Linked DNA regions of Mus musculus: region 2 is linked to region 1. The links are chromatin contacts, called in public HiChIP or PLAC-seq maps. All regions are on one chromosome and are shown on one strand. Each heading gives the region's core, a stretch centred on a gene start, on an enhancer-like site or on the middle of the called end of the contact. The rest is flanking DNA. Distances are from core to core; before and after follow the strand shown. Region 1 holds the start of Prkaa1 (protein kinase, AMP-activated, alpha 1 catalytic subunit). Region 2 overlaps Ttc33 (tetratricopeptide repeat domain 33).

Region 1 (2,990 bases), core at 487-2,986:
TCGAGTCATTTATCCCACTTTAGTTCATGTTAGTTTTGAGAATCTCAGGTAGTTCAAATCAGCCTTAGTGTCCCTAGGTGGAGAGGATGGCCTTGAACATGTGATCTCCCTAGCGATAATCCCCAGAGTGCTGGGATGGCAGGCATGAGTCATCATTCTCACTTTTATAGGCTACTGAGGATCTAACCCAGCACGCCAGGCCAGCACTCAACCAAACGAGCTACAGCCTGAGACCACTGATTTCTTGTAGATTAAAAGAAACAGTAGAACCTTCCTGGGCAAATGTGAAGTAACTTAAAATGCCAGATCAAGGGGTGGGAGAATTGAAAGGGTTTCCCCCTCCTTGAGAGAATCCAGAGCTATTTCTGCCTTATAGTAATCCTTGTAAAATAGAGAGTTGATTAACGAAGATTGCTCCCAGTTATTGTTCTTGGCGGAGAAGCAGGTGTTTCTCAACCCGTGGGTCACGACCCACTACGGGATCAACCCCCTTAGATCATCAGGAAACAATGATATTTACATTGCGATTCATAAAAGTAGCAAAAAAAAAAAAAAGCTATGAAATAGCATTGAAAATACCTTTATGATGGGAGACGGGTCACCACAACATGGGGAACTGTATTAAGGGTCATAGCATTAAGAAGGTTGAGAACTATTGCTCAAACCTTAAAGCAGCTTTCTTCCCCCTGAATACTTTTTCTTGGAACAAAAGCGTTTGATGTTACATTGCTTTGATGTCATAAGCCAGAATATGGGAAAACTAGGAGTGTTGGTAATTTTCATCCCAAAGAAAAATGACATTTTTCGTCTCCAAAAAAAAAAAAAAAAAAAAAAAAAAAACCACAAAAACAAAACTCCATCCTTTTTCTCCATCGACATTGATAGAGATTCAAATTGCAAAATCGAAGGATGACATATATATTTTTACCTATTGTTAGAACTGAGTAACAGATTCACTTCAAAATCCTGTTACAAATAAACACACTTCTTTGGTGACTGGATATGGCTCCATTTATACAAACAACACACTTTTTCAAGTGGACTGAAAATGTACATTTTATTGAAAATGTAAAAATATTAGTTTCTAAACACGATAAGTTCGGGATAACACCTCTTTCTGGAATTCACATAGCTCACACACATTCCACAGGGGAAATTTGACGGTAGCAAATTTCCTAGGAAGTCTCTCCAGGATGTGCGGTGTCCCATAGTAATTTACTGGCTCAGAGTTTTTTTTTGTTTAAAGCAGTGGTAAGTATTAAAAGTGCAAGTGAAAACACCCTTGGCTTCCAGATGACACCGAGATGAGATGAAAATCAAGATTTCAAGTCAGTGGTAGGGCGGTGTCCCCTGTCTTGTTTCAAAGCACGCCGCGCTATCCCCGGGCAACGTGTAAGCAAGCATCGTCCTCCTGGGAATTACGGGGGTGGGGTGCTGTACCGCACCCACAGACCCTCGGGTGGCCGCGGTCGGCTCCGCGGCGGGGGAAGCCCTCCCGCGCGCAGAAGCGCGGGCGCGCGCAGAGGGATGCGGGGCGCCGAGGCGAGTACCGGCGCCGCTCCCGCCGCCTAGCCCGCCAGGGGGAGCGAGTGCGCTCGGCGGCCGGCTGCGGGGACTGCGGGGCCTGCGCGGGCGGTGGCCGGCGACTGCGCCCCACCGCGGCGCACCCGCGTCCCCACCCCCTCGGCGCCCGCCCGCCCCCGGCGCGGCCCTGCCCGCCCCCTCCGCCCCCTCCCGCGGCGCCATGCGCAGACTCAGTTCCTGGAGAAAGATGGCGACGGCCGAGAAGCAGAAGCACGACGGGCGGGTGAAGATCGGCCACTACATCCTGGGGGACACGCTTGGTGTCGGCACCTTCGGGAAAGTGAAGGGTGAGGACGCCCGGGCCAGCGCGGACCCGGCGAACGGCGAGCGACTGCGCCTTTCGCACTCCGCATCCTCCCCCGCGCCCGCCTTCCGGGTGTCTGGGCTCCGTATCCCCGGTCCGGGCGGCGCTGGGAGCGGAGCCCGAGGCTGCCGCGGGCTGCAGAGCTGTGGGGTCCGCCGCGGTGGGGTGGGGGCGGTCGCCATGGCGACGGCGCGGCGCCGGAGGGGCGGGGATGGCTCTGGGTGCAACTTTCCCAGGCGAGGGAGTTGGGCACTGAGCGCGCGGGGGCGCCCGGCGCGGACGAGGGGGTCTCTTGTGGTCTTCTGATCCCCTGTGTGCCCTTGGCGCAGAGCCAGCCCATCGCGCCCTGGCGGTCCTCGGAGTTGTCGCTGCCTCGCTTTTAGGAGGTTGTGGACTAAAGTGCTTCTTCGGTTTCCTGAATCGAAATGTGTTCTTCCAAAAGCAAGGTAGCTGTGGAGATACCTTTCAGAAATAGTAATGCCCTTGTTAGGACTATTGATCTCCGTCAGGACTTTTGATGCATATGCCTGTGAACTGGCGCGGTGTTTCCTATGCGTGGTTTACAGTTGGATGCAGATGCTGCTTTTAAGTGATTCCGTTTTCGGAAGTTTTGCGGTTTCCGAGAGCTATACCTGGTAGGTAGGGCATATGTTAACTCCAGATGGTATTTATTAGCTTATAGGTATAGTTTCCGTTTATTCTCACAGTATATTTATATTTTAGTAATTCAGTGCACATCATTTGGACTTTTTGTTCGTTTTGGTAGAATCCCCTGTTACCGCCTTAGCAAAAGCACAAGCATTCTGTCTTCAACTAACTACTCTAGCCCACCACCTGTGACAAGGAAAATTCTGATTACAACCTTTGTGAGGTGGACTTTTTTCCCCTTTAAAATATTTAAGCCTGCTATTAAGTATTTAGAGGAAGGAAGTTTGGAGCTGATAAGAAATAATTCATACATTGGTTTTGGAGAAATAATAGACTATGGCCTGCATATATAGTAAGCTCCTTAGTAGATATTTGATTGAAGTGAAAAAGTTTGTCAAATTACACAGCAAGCTAACTGAGCTCCGTTCTCCCAGGAGGGCAGAAAGAGCCCTTC
Region 2 (2,700 bases), core at 152-2,651, 62 kb after region 1:
GGGAGGCTGGAGGCCTTTTTTATTCAAAGTACCACAGGCAGTGAGTTTCTCTTCTGTATCTTATTACTACTTTTCTTATTTTGTCAGTTTGCTTCTCTACATAGTTTCAACTCTTGAGTTTCCTGTTTTCAGATTCCACAAAGAGGAATCTGATAGGCTTATGCCGGTTGGACCAGGCCATAGAAGTTATACAGAGTCAACTAGACAATGGCTTGGCTTGTTTGGATTACATAGTTTTCTTTGTTCCAGGTAGCTATGGCCTGGGTGAAAGAACTTGTGGTCTTCCTTCACTTGAAAAAAGGACTGGTTAAAACCCAGTTTCTAATACCTACCAACAAAGGTGCTACTGAGTAACTATAATATCTCCTATAACTGTATAATAGTCAGTCTTTAAGCAAGTATGCTATAGAGAGAATCTTTTGGTCTAAAGGAATGGAGGAATGTTTCATATGTGTATAAAAAGTACAATACATTTAAAAACCGAGGTTTGTGATTTCTTGGGGAACAACCCAGAATTGTGCTGATGCGTCATAAAGTTGGGGTAGAGCTGGCAGGTTGCCCACCCTCCTGTGCAGTCCAGCAACCATGCTTACATGGGTAGCTCTGATTGGACCTCCTGGGCTGTGGAGAAGAGGAGGGAAGAAAAATTGGGAGGGAACCTGTTAGGGGGTGAGGGGGGCTGCAGGAGGGTAATGGGGTGCATGGGATTGTATTTCATGCAAGAAACTCAAGAATAGAAAACATGGTAAAACGATACTGACAAACAGCTGAGACGAATAAGGAGGTAGTCTGAGTAATGAGGGGGGAAGGTGGCCACACGGTCCCCACATTATTAGAAGCCTTTCACCTAGAATTAAACAGTGCTCAGGTAGATGTCTTTTCATCGAGGAATTCTGTGAGCTGCAGGTTATGAAGGAGCTGGGCTCAGTGGTACATTCCTGTAATCTCAGCACTCAGGAGTCAGAGGCAGGTGGATCGGACTTTGAGGCTACCCTGGCCTATGTAGTAAGTTCCAGGCCAGCCAAGGCTACATTGTATAAGAACTGGTTGCAAAAGCCCCTCAAAGCCCCAAAAGGCTCTAACAGTGGTCTAGGCTTACTTATTTCTGTATGATTTGGCTGGAATCAGAGGTTACCGCCTTCCTTTAATTGAACATTTAACTCGTAGTTAAGCTTTGAGCACAGACCAGCCTGGTCTACAGAGTGAGTTCCAAGACAGCCAGGGCTCCACGGAGAAACTCTGATCGGAAAACCAAAAAAAACCAACAAAACACAAACCTGTGGTTTGACCGCCACGCCTTTAATGAGTATAAAAGCAAACTTCGTAAAGCACACTCCCACTATGCACTCTTTGTGCTTTGTCAAGATGGTATGAGACTTACCTTGGCTGGCCAGTCCATCCGGGAGATCCTCCTGTCTGTCACCACAGTGGTGATATTTCAAAAGCTTGTGCTGTGTTTGAGGTTTATGTGTGTGCAGAGGAACTGCACTCACGCCCTCAGGCTTGTGCAGCAAGCACTTTCCTGATGGAGCCACCCCACCCCCACCCCCTGGCTTTACGGAGTCCGGGTCTTTACATGCAGCATATTTTCTGTAATGTAGTGGACATGTTCTGAGATGTGGATCGCTAGGCAGTTTCATGTGTATACATGAATATCATGTATAACCTCTGAAGACTGCATCATGGAGTATACTTACAAAAACTTACATGGCCTTTTGAAAAGGATGCCTTGTGAGGAAATAGGACCAAGTGTGGCTTAGCATGAGGCTCTGATGTTACACTTGGTGCCTTCAAATCCTACCCGACCCTTGTAGCTGCAGCATTAGCTATATTTGGGAAGGTAGCTTCTTTAATCTTCAGCTCTCTTATTTATGAAGTGGAGATAATGACTAATGCCACCTGGGGTTCTGGTGAGGGTCCAGTTCCAGTAGAGTAATGAAGGTCACGTAACTGGCACTGCAGTCTGCTCAGTGACTGTTAGCGTTTGCTAACATATAACTCACAAATCTCTTTGCTGTGTCCAAGTGCAATGGAAAAGTGAGAAATATGTTTAAGGCCCACACAATTATGCATGTGGTATAAAGAAAAAGAATTGGACTAAATAACAACCTGGATGGTTTAGGTTAGTCTCTTGAGTTGCCTCTGGTGTGCTGAAGGGAGACAGTGAGAACAGGATGTATGGAGTTTCACTTCTGGTGATTGTACAAGATACAGTAAACTTGCTCTCCTAAGTATAAGAAATGAACTCTAAAATAGCAATAAAAAGTTTGTGAGTTAGATGGGGAGATGACTCAGTTGATAAGAATTCTTGCTGAATAAGCGTAAGGACCTTTGTCCAAATCTCCAGCACTCATTTAAAACCTGCACATGTGTGCCTGTGATCCCCGCTTTGTTGACTGTGAGATAGTGGATCCCAGGAGCTCACTGGCCAACTACCCTTACAAAACCTGCATTTTTCAGGCTCAGAAAAGACCTGTCTCAAGGAAATAACATCGACAGCAATAAAGGAGGATGCTGTCCTAACGCCTGCACACACACATCAGCACAAGTGTACACTATGCACACACGCGCGCACACACACACTATTATATGTATTATATGATTATAATTTATATTAGAGAATATGAATAGCAGTTGTTTATTACCAGGTATTGTGCATTGTACATACAAAACACATACTGAGAAAGTGAAGGGTCTTGA

The links. HiChIP or PLAC-seq counts read pairs in DNA pulled down with a chosen protein or histone mark.
Region 2: an HNF4G HiChIP or PLAC-seq map of pancreatic cancer cells shows a contact between it and region 1. The contact joins the enhancer-like site here to the promoter of Prkaa1 in region 1. A contact is called at or near these places in 4 of 39 promoter capture datasets (hematopoietic stem and progenitor cells, liver and trophoblast stem cells), 2 of 484 Hi-C or Micro-C datasets (CD4 T cells and ventricular fibroblasts) and 5 of 115 datasets of contacts at active chromatin or transcription factors (CD8 T cells, embryonic stem cells, extraembryonic endoderm stem cells and 1 more).

Annotation. Positions count from the first base shown.
Region 1 is chr15:5,142,125-5,145,114 of GRCm38.p6, forward strand. Prkaa1 (protein kinase, AMP-activated, alpha 1 catalytic subunit) reads left to right here and starts at 1,737. Exons shown (of 9, transcript NM_001013367.3): 1 at 1,737-1,871. The coding sequence starts at 1,745.
Region 2 is chr15:5,204,045-5,206,744 of GRCm38.p6, forward strand. All of the region lies in intron 2 of Ttc33 (tetratricopeptide repeat domain 33), which reads left to right. Among named protein-coding and RNA genes, the nearest start is that of Ttc33, 20 kb to the left of the region's middle. Within about 2 kb of position 1,402, at least 10 of the 459 cell types and tissues checked have an H3K27ac peak or open chromatin away from gene starts, as enhancers often do. A contact at or near this core is called in pancreatic cancer cells, where this site is marked.